Regions from separate parts of the Hordeum vulgare genome. Here all the other regions are linked to region 3. The links are chromatin contacts, called in public Hi-C maps. All regions are on one chromosome and are shown on one strand. Each heading gives the region's core, a stretch centred on a gene start, on an enhancer-like site or on the middle of the called end of the contact. The rest is flanking DNA. Distances are from core to core; before and after follow the strand shown.

The links. A called contact is a pair of places that touch in the nucleus more often than the background predicts.
Region 1: a contact with region 3 is called in a Hi-C map of seedling, with 4 times the contacts expected there. The contact joins the enhancer-like site here to the promoter of LOC123413346 in region 3. A contact is called at or near these places in 2 of 6 Hi-C or Micro-C datasets (leaf and seedling) and 1 of 1 datasets of contacts at active chromatin or transcription factors (embryo).
Region 2: a Hi-C map of leaf shows a contact between it and region 3, with 6 times the contacts expected there. The contact joins the enhancer-like site here to the promoter of LOC123413346 in region 3. A contact is called at or near these places in 2 of 6 Hi-C or Micro-C datasets (leaf and seedling) and 1 of 1 datasets of contacts at active chromatin or transcription factors (embryo).

The regions. Positions count from the first base shown.
Region 1 is chr7H:292,590,986-292,595,518 of MorexV3_pseudomolecules_assembly, reverse strand. No RefSeq gene overlaps it. Among protein-coding and RNA genes, the nearest start is that of LOC123409900, 570 kb to the right of the region's middle. Within about 2 kb of position 3,023, at least 3 of the 3 cell types and tissues checked have open chromatin away from gene starts, as enhancers often do. A contact at or near this core is called in leaf and seedling, where this site is marked.
Region 2 is chr7H:292,823,852-292,828,506 of MorexV3_pseudomolecules_assembly, reverse strand. No RefSeq gene overlaps it. Among protein-coding and RNA genes, the nearest start is that of LOC123413346, 560 kb to the left of the region's middle. Within about 2 kb of position 3,261, at least 3 of the 3 cell types and tissues checked have open chromatin away from gene starts, as enhancers often do. A contact at or near this core is called in leaf and seedling, where this site is marked.
Region 3 is chr7H:293,387,854-293,391,925 of MorexV3_pseudomolecules_assembly, reverse strand. LOC123413346 (ABC transporter B family member 1) reads right to left here and starts at 2,301. Exons shown (of 4, transcript XM_045106290.1): 1 at 938-2,301; 2 at 518-834; 3 at 195-418. The coding sequence starts at 2,148.

The DNA of each region.
Region 1 (4,533 bases), core at 1,774-4,273, 800 kb after region 3:
TTATCGAAGTAGAACCTGCTGTTTCACCTGTTAGAACTAGCTCTCCAAGATATGAATTGCCTAATATACCTGAGGGTTATGTTATGGAGGGAGAGGTAGCTGAAGACTTTCTTGCTTGTAAGGATAGCTATGATCTTGAGAATTTATTGCGCAAGTAGAAAGAAAAATCTCTGAATTGTCGAATGAAATACGATCCTAAGTTTGCTACTTCGCCCATCTTTGTTACCGTTAAGGACTATGAATTCTCTGTCGATCCTGAGTTAATCACTTTGGTCGAATCTGATCCTTTTCATGGTTATGAGTCTGAAACGGTTGTAGCACATCTTACTAAGCTGAATGATATAGCCACCCTATTCACGAATGAGGAAAAACTTCTCCATTACTATATCCTTAAGGGTGATGCTAAGACTTGGTTTACTTCTCTTGCTCCTGGTTGTGTACGTAGTCCCCAGGATATGATATATTACTTCTGTGAGAAATATTTTCCTGTCCATAAGAAACAAGTTGCCTTGCAGGATATATATAACTTTGTGCAAGTTGAAGACCGCCATCCTTGTCGCGTGTAGCAACCACCAGCGTCCGCGACACCGTCCCGCCATCCTTGTCGCGTGTAGCGGCCGCCAGCGTCCTCATCGCCCTGGACGACAAGTGTCCACGGCCCCGGTTAATCTGGACGACGATGTCCCGATCCAGCTCATCACCGACCCACGATCCAAATGGGATCTCCGGATCCCCGGTACCGATCCATCCCACTCTTCGTGCTTAGTCATTTTTCACTAAGTTTCCAGCCTGTGTATTTATTCGTTTATGCATTTTGTGTGGGTCATAGCTTTTTGCATGTTGATTCCATGGACACGCCTATTATATGAAATTTGTTCTACATGTTGCGTACTTCATCAAGTGGCATTTGCATGCATAATAGGATTCATCTTCATGCTCAAAATTGTGTTGCAAAAGAACATTCCATCGTACTTGTCAAAAACTGATATTTTGTTCAAACTTGCGTGGATTATTGCATCCAAACCATATGCCTTTTGCATGTGGTTCCTTCGTGATAATTGCTCTTTGTGATGTCAAATTTGATGTCATGCCTTTGATTGCCATGTAAATTATCATTAACATGTTCATTTGTTTTTCCGAAGGTGCTAGCACGTTAAAACAACTAATCTATTTTCATGAAGTTCCATTTTACGAAGGTCATATTAAGAAAACCATGCCTCTTTTGAATGTGTGACAATGGAGTGAATTGCAGTGTGCAATGTTGTTAGTAGGTTTTCCATGACATGTATGTCATGTTTAGCTGTAGTTTTCTTCATGTGAACATGCCATGAAATGCTCTTGTTTGTAGGGCCAAAATAATTCTAAGTCTGAGAATCTGATTATTTCAGAATGCCATATTGTAACAGCCCAGAATCAACGCTCTAGAAGATTCCCCTTTTATTTCGTTATCGTCGTGTGATTATTTTGTTGTCGCATTCTTCATCCCATCGTGCACATTATCCGCATTGCATTGACACTTTGTTGCCGCCATTTCTCAAAACTTGCATCCGTTATTTGTTGCCAGTTGTCTCCGTTCTTGCCTTGACCGTTCTGAGACCAACCACACACGCACGCGCCCGTGACATTGTTAATATATTTGTTTTCAAAACTGTGTATAAAAAAAATTCTTGGAACGAGTTGAAAGTTGGTGTGGAGTCTTATTTTAATGTAGGTAAACCACGTGTCAAATTTCGTCGCATTCGAAAGTTATTTGATACCCAAATCGTTAAACCTATAACGACACAATAGACGATCTAAATCGTAGATGTTTTGGTATTTTAAACTCTATCACCGGACGACCCTTTTTCCCTCTCTTCTCATGCCTAGCCAATCTACACAATGCATAGACCCCTCGCGCGTGCCGATAGCTTTGCCGAATCCAAAACGTACGGTCATGACAGTTGGGTCCGGATCAACCCCGTAATACCCCAAACGACACAATAGACGATCTAAATCGTAGATGTTTCGGTATTTTAAACTCTATCACCGGACGGCCCTTTTTCCCTCTCTTCACATGCCTAGCCAATCTACACAATGCATAGACCGTTCGCGCGTGCCGGTAGCTTTGCCGAACCCAAAACGTACGGTCATGACAGTTAGGTCCGGATCAACCCCGTAGTAGCCCAAACCATCATCATGTTTTTAATAAGATCAACTAACCTATTTTTCTTCGATCATTCGATTAAAATCAGAGGGTCCAAATAACCCTGAACCATAGCAACCTAACTATTTAAGAGGTCACAACCTAACTCTAGAATCTGTCCCATCCATCCGTACATCTTGTCCCCGCCGCCACCACCTCGTTTTGCAGATCCAACCAACAACATGTTCCTCCTCAATTTCAACGCTGGACGAACCAGGTGCGTGCACCTCCTCGGTCCCGAGCCACCCAGCCGCAACACTCGATCCGGAGGGGATCGAGGCAACCAACCCTTAGCCCACCTCGTGGCGTCGTCCTCTGCCGCGAGGGTGCTTAGCGCCGCAAGCCACCCTCCTCCAGCAAGCTCCATGTGTTGGTTCCTCGAGCACCCGTGCCATTCTCGTCATGGACGCCGGTCGCCGCCGCCCCTCGCTGGAGTCAGGTCGACACCTTTGCCGCGTGCCCAGCTCCTCCGTTTGTTGCTTCTTTTTCCTTCCTCCTTGCCTCACCATCTCTATTCCCTTTCTAACTTCTCGCTCTCTCTATATCCGTGACGAACACGGAACAACCATGGAGCTCCAGTATGCCTGAACCACTCGGATCTGCATCACTCCGCCATTGGTGCGGCCCCCGGGATCCGTCCCCGCCGTTCCTGTACCCTGAATGGACTCCTCGCTACCCGCCTACCAGAGTTGCCCGTCGCCCCGTCCGCTGCATCCTCTGCTCCCCTGCATCGAGCAGGATCTCGCCTGCTCATCCCGCTTGCCTTCTGCACTTGGACCGCCCAGAACCGCGCGAGCCGGCGGTTCAATGCAAACCAGTCTGATTCGGCTAAACCGCGGGCACAGGAAAACCGTTGCGTGAATCGCTTCGCGTGGTTGGACCGCGTCGTCCAGGGTCTGCTTCAACCCTCCAGCCAAATGGGCCAATTCTATTTAGCGCCTTACAGTTCAATTCTGCTAACGGGCGCCTGCATCGACCCGTGCTGGGCCAGCCCATCTAAGCATTTTTCCTTCTGTTTTGAATTAAAAAAAAAGACTAGGGCACCGCGGGTATTCGAACTTTAGGCCGTAACCACCGCGCCACCACATCCGACCTGATCACTAATTTTATTTTGATCTTTTCTTATTTCCATCTCTCGTTTTCGTTTTTTGCTCCTGTTTTTCTTTTTTTACTTTTCTTTTTTCGTTTCTGTTTTTTCTTTTTTTTTCATGGCTCGATGATTTTTAATAGTTTGTGAACTTTTTCTTGAAATTGGTGAATTGTTTTTCAAATTCACCAAACTTTTTTTTTAAATTGACGAACTTTTTCAATGAATGAAAGTTTTTTAAAAATCTGGTGAACTTTTTTTCTCAAATTCAATGATTTTTATTAATTTGATGAACTTCTTTTAAAATTTGATGAACTTTTGTCACATTTGATGAACTTTTTTTAAAATTTGATTAACTTTTTCCAAATTGGATGAATTTTATTTCAAAATTTGTGAACTCATTTTTTAATTCAGTGAACTTTTTTTAAATTTCATGAACTTTATTCAAATTTGATGAACTTTTTTTTCAAAATTAATGAACTCTTTGTTAATTCGGTGATTTTTTTCAATTTTTATTACATTTTTTCAAATTCAATGAACTTTTTTATATTTCGTTGAACTTTTTTCAAATTCATTGAACTTTTTTTGAACATCGATTAACTTTTTTTCAAATTTGATGAACGATTTTCAAAGTCATTGAACTTTTTCTAAAAATTAATGAACCTTATTTCAAACTTGATAAACATTTTCCAAATTTGATTGTTATTATATTTAAAATCTATCAAAAAAGTTTCCTATATAAAGAATTTCTTTTGCAAAATCGGTGTATTTTATTTTGCAAAAACCAATGAACTTTTTCAGCACCTGCAGGGGTGCCGAGGTCTTTGATGGGCCGGTCCAAGACGGGGCGCTGCAGGCGCCACGAGGGCAAACGGGAGCCTGCAGCGCCGTATAGGAGGTCCCAGCCAAACTCGTCCTCCCCGTTTGCTGAGCTGCATCATTACGCTTCGTGTCGTCTAGCCGGCCCACCATCCTAATGTGAGTGCCAGCCCAGTATCCCTTGCCCAATGTACCCCTTGTTATATTACACTCACCCATGTAGGCCCATTAGCTCATGCAGATTTGGCCCAATGCTTATATTTTTATCCTGTAAATTTGACTAATTTCAAGTGAATTTCTGAATTACACAAAAACCCCTTATCTTGCATTGAACATAATTAAAATAACCGTGCACCGGATTAAGTTGAATTATAAATAAAAAACGTTCAAAATTTTGTGTAGATTCTTAATATTCCGTTTTCAACTATGATAAAAATGTTTAAAC
Region 2 (4,655 bases), core at 2,012-4,511, 560 kb after region 3:
CGGCATGCTGGTGCGCTCTGAGGCACTTTGGACGTGTCTATCTTAGCCAGGTCGCTATCCCTAAAACAGATATGTATATATCCACACCCCAGCTTAGCCTACCCAATAGCCAATAATAGTGGCCAGCTGACACCTTTTGGCAGTCAGTGCCCAACCTGTCAGCCCAACCTTTAAGCTATGTGTCTATGACCGACACCGGAGTTTTCGCAACCTCTAGTGTGCAATGAAAGACTCCTTAGCCTATATAGGAAGACCTTGCCTCAACCCAGCAACCCGCAACCGTAAGACCCCTACCCTAGTTACCACCTTGACTTGCGAGATGCCTAGCAGCATTCTTTGCAACGAGACCCCCGTGCCTGAGCGTGGAGGCTTCATAGTCATCCTCGCCGAGCTGAGCCGCCATGTTTTTCGCATAGAAGAACCTCCAGTGTATGTTGTACATGAGGAGCCTACGAGTGATGCCATTCGTTACTTTTGGTCTTCGGTGCGCATCTATGGAGGGAATCCCTCGTTGGAGTGCCCTCACCATTTCACTGGTGGAGCAGCGACCAATGAAGCCCAAGCCCGTCAACTTGCAGCCCGAGAGGCTATAGTCCATCTGTGACATCTTTCGCCATGGAAGAACAGTCGACCGTTGTGCTACTATCCTAATCGTCAAGGCTATGGTAGTCTGACCCGAGTTGCCTGCGAAGACCTTGAGGCAGACCCTTCCGTGGTACAGGTTGTGCGCTACTTGAGAGCGCATGAGGCACTCATCGATCAGATCACCTCTGACTTGGTCATGAGCCGCACACCAACTGCTCGCCGGACCCCGACAAGCTATGACGCCGCAACTGCCTCCAGCAACCACCACATTTTGGTTCAAAGACCTATTAGACCCTTAAGGCTTGCCCCGCCGACCATGACCCCGGTAGAACTTCACTGCAGTTTGGATGCCTTCTGCAATGAAGCTGTACCAAGAGCGCGTCGTCTGAGACGTCGTCGCCACCGCAACCCTGCAGCCCCATCCCATGGCTGTGTTGACTCAGGAGCCTCGGCGAATGGAGGAGCCTTAATGGCTATTGAGCCCGTCAGTTTCAGAGGCCAATGAAAGCGGAGCGAGTCCGTCAGAGTAGCTGTCAAGCCCTTGTAACCGTGTTACCTTGTAACGTTGTATTCACATGTTTGGGATAGAACGATTTTTAATAAAATTACAGGATGCCTGCACACCTTGCTTTTGCAAGTAAATTTTTCTTAAACTAGTCCGCGTGGCCTTAGAGTAAATTTTTGGCTGTGACCACCCAACCACCAAGTCAACTACCCGAGTCATGTATCCCTTAAGAGTTGATACCCGAGTTTCACATCGGTGCACCATGCCACCCCATTTTCATACTGTGTGTGTCCCTAAAACAGGTACCCTTTATTCCACCCATGACCGCTCCTAGCACTTCTCACCAAGTGCGCTTCCCCGAGCCAGTCCTTCCCATGAGTACCCAATAGGATTCATCCGGAAGTTCTGAATGCAAACCCACAAATGTAACTGTGTTGCCTCGTAGCCCAGTATAGAGCAGCTCTGGTTTGCCCATCCCTTGCCCTTCAGGTCATCACCAAGGGTGTTGACCCATCAGCGGGTGGAATAATCCCACATGCAGGCTAGTGGAGAATTTTCAGATCTTCCATTGGTAGGTGATTGTTGTCAGACCAAGGGGACATGTTTTCCGAAACTCCTTCTAGGAGAAGTGAAATATGTTTTCCCCGACCGAGAGTATTTTCTCGGGAACCCCTTGCATGTATCCCATTGACCGTCCTCAGAGCGTACGTTAGTTCGTTAGTATGTTTTCCGAATGCCAGGTGAGTAGTGATGTGCTATTTGATTGCATTGACTCCACCTGCATTGGAATGACTGTTTGCTATATGATTGCCTTGTTTGTGCCTGCACTTGAGTGATCGTATTTCGTGTTTTCATGAGTGTATTGTTTTTCCTTCCTAAGCAAATCTCTGGGACGAGATTTATTGGTAAGGGGGGTAGTGTTTGTCACACCCCAGAAGACTATTTTCAAAGCCTCTTTCCAAAAACTTTTCATTTCAAGTGGCTTTTCAAAGATCTTTTAATGCTTGAGCCCTTACTTGAGACCATTTTGAATTATTTATTTAGATAATATTATTTTGGCTATGTCTATTTAATATCTGAATTTCTGGATTTTTAATTAATCTTGGAAACACTCCTTCTCCTTATAAGGATGTTTTCCCTAGGTAGATATTTCTGATAATGTATGTTGGAACCTGAGTACTTGCATAAAACATTTCTTTTCTTCTGGTACATTCTTGGGATATTTTATTTTAATATTTTGCCCAGATTTCTTTTATTCAAAACAGGTTTATATTTTCTTTATAGGGTTGTTTTGCACTGCAACCTTGTGACCACTTCTTCTAAAAATTCTATAAAAATTTGGAGATAACCTATGATGTCCCTAGATCACATTTATGCAAAAATCTACCCAAGTGTTTTGAATATTTTGAGCACATTAACTACATTTCTGATCTAGTCCAGATTTGAGTTTGTATTACAACACCTAAAAATATGGGGATGTCAAGTATAGTAGGAGATTCATTTTTATTGAAAAATCCCACTATGTGATTTGAAAAAATTTAACATAACAATGATCTTTCTGTTCTGGACCAGTTTGGTACTTTGTACTACAACCATACTTTTCCTTCCTCTAATTGCTTTGAAATCTTGCATTCTTGTGTGGCACCCTACCAAATCCTTAACTCCAAGAGTTGAGATCCATTGGATGAAATTAAGTGCATGTGATAATAGCTTCAACTTTTTGTCGAGAGATGTGTTATTCAAAAGAATGCATTAGCTAGTTCTGCTTTTTGCCAAACTAACCCTACCACCATTGCTAGCACCTAGAGAGACCCTGACCTGGAGTTTTTGGCACTAGAAAAGGCCAGTGGATGCAAGTAGCTTTGTGTCGAGTAGGTTATGTACATGATCAGATTTGGCATCAGTTTGAGTTTGCATTGGCAAAATTCTTATCTAGCCCAAATAGCTTGTCCACTACCCTCTTTTATGTCCCCCTCCTAGTCCTGTGTAGTTTCATAAGTTTTGGAGCACTAGTATGTGCACTAGCATGGTGTCGAATACCTTGCGTGCGCGCTCTCGTTGCACCAGAGCACATGTTTTGCACGCGCGCATGCCGAGCTACCGCGTCCCCATGCCCTCACCCTTTTGGTCTGTTGTAGAGCCGCATCAACCCCCCTCTCCCCCCGACCATTGGTCGCTGCTCCTGTGCGCACGCAGATCCCCAGCAGTGTGCCAGCCGTGGTGGCTAGCCGACGTCAGCACTGCCGCAGCAGTGAACGGCGCCGCCCGAGAGCTTCCAACGCGCTAGGTGTCGCGGTCCATCCCGTGCATCGTCCTCCTGCAGCCCTTGCTGACGTGTTGCCCTTGCTGCCGCCGCTGCGAGCCTGAAGCTCTATCGCCGTCGAGCTTATCCGGAGCCCAAGTGGAACCGCCTTGAGCCGGCTATTTTATGGAGCCCCCGAGCCCTATGAGCTCCGTAGCAGCCTCCCAGCACCTGTAGCCCCTCCCCATCACTCCAATTTGGCCCAAGCTGCTCACGGTGCTCGTCGTTGACCGCAGGATTGCCGGCCGTCCTTGGCTAAATTCCGGCAGCCCAAGCCCCGTAGTTCTGCTCTACCTACCCTGCTAGCCTCCCTAAAGCCCCGGGAACCCATTCCCGGTGTTGCCCCGTGCCATTAGCGCCATTAATCGGAGTTGGGATCGCCGGAGCTCCCATGTCCGCCGTGGAAGATAGGGCACTCGCCCCCTGAGCCCCTCCGCGACTCAGGTACCTCCTGAGGATGGGGTACTCACTCGTGCACTCGTCGGCGTGCTCAGCTCCTAGAGCGAGGCCTCCAAACGTCGGGGAACCTCGCCGGGTCTCTCTCCCCGCCCCTGTTTCCCTATGAGCAGGAGAAAGAAGAAGAACCCGACAAGCGGGCCCCGCGTGTCGGTGAGAGAGCCATAGCCCCGAGGGGCGCAAACCCCCTGGTGCGTCTTCTATTTAGTATAGCGTATTTTCTGGCAGCTATCTCAGTAATACACTTCCTCAGTTAGAAAGCGTATTTGCACCGGAAGCGTTTTCTTTTATTCTCGATTTAAAAAACAGAGTTGACCGGAAAGTTTGACTGGCTATAACTTTTTATAGGTAACTCCAAGTCAATTGATTCTTTTTCCTACCTGTTTATAATTTCATCTAGTTTATTTTAAGTTTTATTTCAAAATTATTCAAACAACTTTTGTGTGCTAATTTGAATATGTCTGTTAATTCAAATATTTTTCAAAATAGGATTTGAAGAGAGGATATCTACTCCAAGATATGGGGTACACAATCACCCTCCTCAAACCCCTAAGGCAAGCATCATGAATCCAAATTTTCCATAAGTTGTGTGATCATTGTATTACGTGATTTGAGGTTATGTTGATAATAATCTTGCATGAAATAATACCTTGCATTCTTCCTACATGCTACTCACATTATAACATTGGTAAAATATGATGATGGCATGTGCTAGTTATGAAAGGTCGTGGAATAACCTAGTCACGCGGAACGTGATAGGTTATGGCCTGGTCATGACATGTGCACAAGGATGCCGGTAAAACTTGG
Region 3 (4,072 bases), core at 1,052-3,551:
ACGGCAAAGGGCAAATGATGGCCGTGATGAGGAAAGTGGTTGGTGGAAAGAGCAAGCTATCTGCTATGCCAGCCAGCCAGCCTAATGGCGCACGGATCGGACGGATAAAAAGGAAGAAGGTAGCACGCGCGGCGCTGGCGGAGGCTTGGGATGAATATGATATGATTGCCGGAGAGAATGAGCAACGGACGGACCTGCGTGTCGTAGCCGTCGGGGAGCTTGATGATGAAGGAGTGGGCGTTGGCGACCCTTGCGGCCTCCTCCATCTCCACCTGGCTCGCCTCCTCCCTCCCGAGCAGCAGGTTCTCCCTGATGCTTGTCGCGAAAAGCGCCGGCTCCTGGCTCACCAGGCCGATCTGCGACCGCAGCCACCGCAGCTTCAGATCCTTGAGCTCAACGCCGTCAAGCATGATTTGCCCTGCTCGCATTTTAACAAGCTCCTGCTAACTCACTTCTGTGCTCTGCTTGCAAATGTAAGTTAATGGCCAACTCAAGACAGAAAACTTGAGAGTCAGACCTGAACTCGGGTCGTAGAACCTCTCGATCAGGGACACCACCGTGCTCTTCCCTGAGCCAGAGCTGCCAACCAGCGCGACCGTCTTCCCGGCCGGCACGCTTAGAGAGAAGCGGCGCAGAATCGGCGTGTCCGGCCGGGACGGGTACGCGAACTCCACGTTTCTCAGCTGCAGCCGCCCGGTCACCGACTCCAGCTCCACGCCGGCGTCGCCTTCCTTGGTGATGCCTGGCGTGTGGTCGATGATGCGGAAGATCTTCGCCGCCGCAACCCTCGCCTTGGCAAACGCCGCCATGCTAGGCGCCGACTGCCCAAGAGCGCTGCTCGCACAACAACAAAAAGGCCAGAATGTCATAATTGACTGACCAGAAATGTCATGATTCAGCGGCAGCAAGGTAAAGAGTGATGGGTAAGACGACTTACAGTCCGCCGATCATGACGGAGAACATGGTGGCGATGGCCAGCCCGCCGTTTGTGTGGTGGCCGCGGACGAGGTGACCGCCATACCAGAGGAGCAGAGCGTAGCAGCAGAAGACAGTAAAGTAGGTGCCGCCCAGCCCAAGGCCCTTAGCAAAGCCGTTCCGGTAGCCGATCCTCTGCGCCACCGCTAGCGCCGACGAGTAGGCCTGCGCCACCCGCTCCTCGCCGACGAACGACTGCACGATCCGTATCTGCGACAGGGCCTGCTCTGCGATGTTGCTGGCGCTGGAGAGCGCGTCCTGGCTCTTGGAGGAGAGCTTGCCCATGGTGGCGGCGGTGAGGCCGCCGATGACGGCGATGAGCGGCACGACGGCGAGCGTGACGAGCGCGAGCTGCCACGCCGCAGTGAAGCCGACGACGAAGCCGGCGACGAAGGTGGCCATGTAGTGGATGAGGTTGCCGAGCTTCTCGCTGATGGCGTCCTGGACGATGACTGCGTCGGCGTTGATGGCATAGATGACGTCGGAGGTGCGCACGTCAGTGTCGAAGAAGGAGACGTCCTGCTTGAGCGCCGCCTGGAGGTACCGGATCCGCATCCGCGTGGACTGGCGCTCGCCGGTCCACATCCAGCAGGAAATCTCCGCCCAGGACGACGCCCAGATGGCGGCGCCGACGACGAGGAAGTAGAAGGCGTACTTGACGACGAGGCGGACCATGGTGTCGGGGTCGTCGGCGTGGGAGCCGAAGGAATCGACGAGGTCGGCGAAGAAGCGGAGAAAGACGGGGAGGGAGCAACCGTGGACGAGAGCGCCGAGCGTGCCGACGGCCATTAGGACGCGATCTAGGCCGTCGGCGAAGCGGAACAGGTCGCGCAGGGCGGCCGCCGGCGCCGGAGGGGGCGGCTTCTCGCCGGCATACGGCTTGGCATTGGGCGGAAGCTTCTCTGTCTCCATTGGCGCGGGAGGCGGCGAGCGAGGGGGAGGGGGAGAGCTGGACGCATTGTTGGTGGCACCTGCTGCCACGGCCGGCGCTGGTGTGGATTGCTCTGCTTCTGGGTCTGGGTGCGGTGGGTGGAACAAGTGTGGGGGCTGGGAGGTGGAGGGGAGGTGGAAAGCCTCGAGCTCCGGGCGAGCCCACTCGTCGGCGGCGTCGGCCTCGGCGTCGGCGCCGTGGACGACGACGCGAGCCTTGATCTCTTCAGGGTCGCTAGACATCGGGACGGCTCGGCACTGCACGGAGGGGGAGCCGGGGAAATCCCTCCCTCTATCCCTGGAAATGCTCTGCTCTCCTCTGTTTCGGCCTTCCCGTCTAGTCCTGTCAAGTGTGTGAGTGGGACTGGCAGGCTGCTGCTTCTCCTTCCCCTTCCTGCTTATAAGAGTGATGGGTAGGAATCTATAATGGGGACAAGGGCCCACCGTATTTGGTAGGAGTATGCATTATTCCCCTCTCTACGTCTCACCCCAATCCTATTTATATGTCCTTTTTAACACAGTATAGTAGATATACATATACCCACAAACACATACTATTACATACTCCCTCCGTTCCTCCCTCCGTTCTTAAACATCGGTCTTTTTAGAGATTGTACTAATGAACTACAGAATCTACAGTCTAAAATATGTTTATATACATCCGTACGTAGTCTTCTAATGAAATCTCTAAAACTACTTATATTCAGGAACGGAGGGAGTACTACATACGCTCACATTCTATCCATTACTCCCACCTCTGTAGTATGTTTCTTTAGCAAAAGAATGACACATCGGAGTAGTATCAAATCCCACCTCTGTAGTATTAGGAGTAGTAATTTGCCTACGTCCATAATCGTGTGTACTCTAAGGGCATCTTCAACAGTTTGTTGGTTAGGTTGTTGGTAAAATATGTCATGTCATCAACCAACACCTTAACATACAACTACTCCAATGGGTTGTATCTAGTTTGCCCAATAAGATGTGATGTAATAAATAAGGTGCTCTCTCATTCTACATTGGAGCTTGTGCAAGGGTGTTGGTTAATTTACATACAACCTTGCTCTCTTTCCTCATTTATTGCATGACACATCATCAAAAATCCTATGTGTCAAAATTACCAACAACTATCTTACAACCATTGGAGATGCCCTAAGTGGAAACTGCTTGTCAATGAAGATGCTTGCGGCACATTTCCCCGTATAGTGCAGTGGTTCTTCTTTCTTGAGTTCCCATCTCGGTGAAGGAGCTCGCCTATAGCGCGTGCCGGTGTTGTGGCGCCCATCTCGGGAGGCGTGCAAGTGCGTGCTGTTTTCTTTGCTGCATTATTCTACTATAGCGCGTGCTGCTGCATGATTGACTGTCTACCCTGCCGGTGAGGCTTTGGCTAAGCTTGGACGAGAAGGCTGTATCGCGTACAGCATACATGGACCGGTCAACCACGCAGACAGTCTACTCTTACGTACTCCCTCCGTTGTTAAATACTCCCTCCGTCTTAAAATAACTGTCTCAATTTTATACTAGCTCTAATATAAAATTGTACTAAGCTTAAGACATTTATTTTAAGACGGAGAAAGTATAAATCTTTTTATCGTGTGTTCGGTTAGGAAACCAACGAAAATGAAATAGTTTCATCTCTATGTTTGGTATGAATAATAAGCTGAAATGAAACGGTTAGGGCAACTCCAAAGGGGCGAAGCAAATGGACGCGCGCTTTGTCCGTTTTTTGTCCGTTTGGGTCGTCCGCCGGTCTGTCTGTGTCCGTTTTTTAAAATGGGTCGACACATACGCCTAACAGGAAGCAAGTGGGCATCAACATTGTAATATTATAATAATAGGAGAAAGGTGGGTGAGAGTGGACGACGAATTAAATAAGCAGGCACAGGTGGGTGGATGGTTGTGTGATAAGTAGGCCAGGCCGGCCACATGCTGACACGGAGAGGGGGCGCGCGCGTCCGCTTCGTTTCCGCGCCGATGCATTTCAGTCCCAAATTTGAGCCAGAAATGGGTCAGCGCGGACGCAAAACGGACGCGTTTTGAAAATGGGTCCGCACATTGGGCCATCACTTTTGTCTGCACGGACCCAAACGGACGGCAGCGGACGAAATGGGTCGCCCCGTTGGGTTGCTCTTAAGTCTTAATGTTTGGTTTGGTGGAATTGAATGGAGCA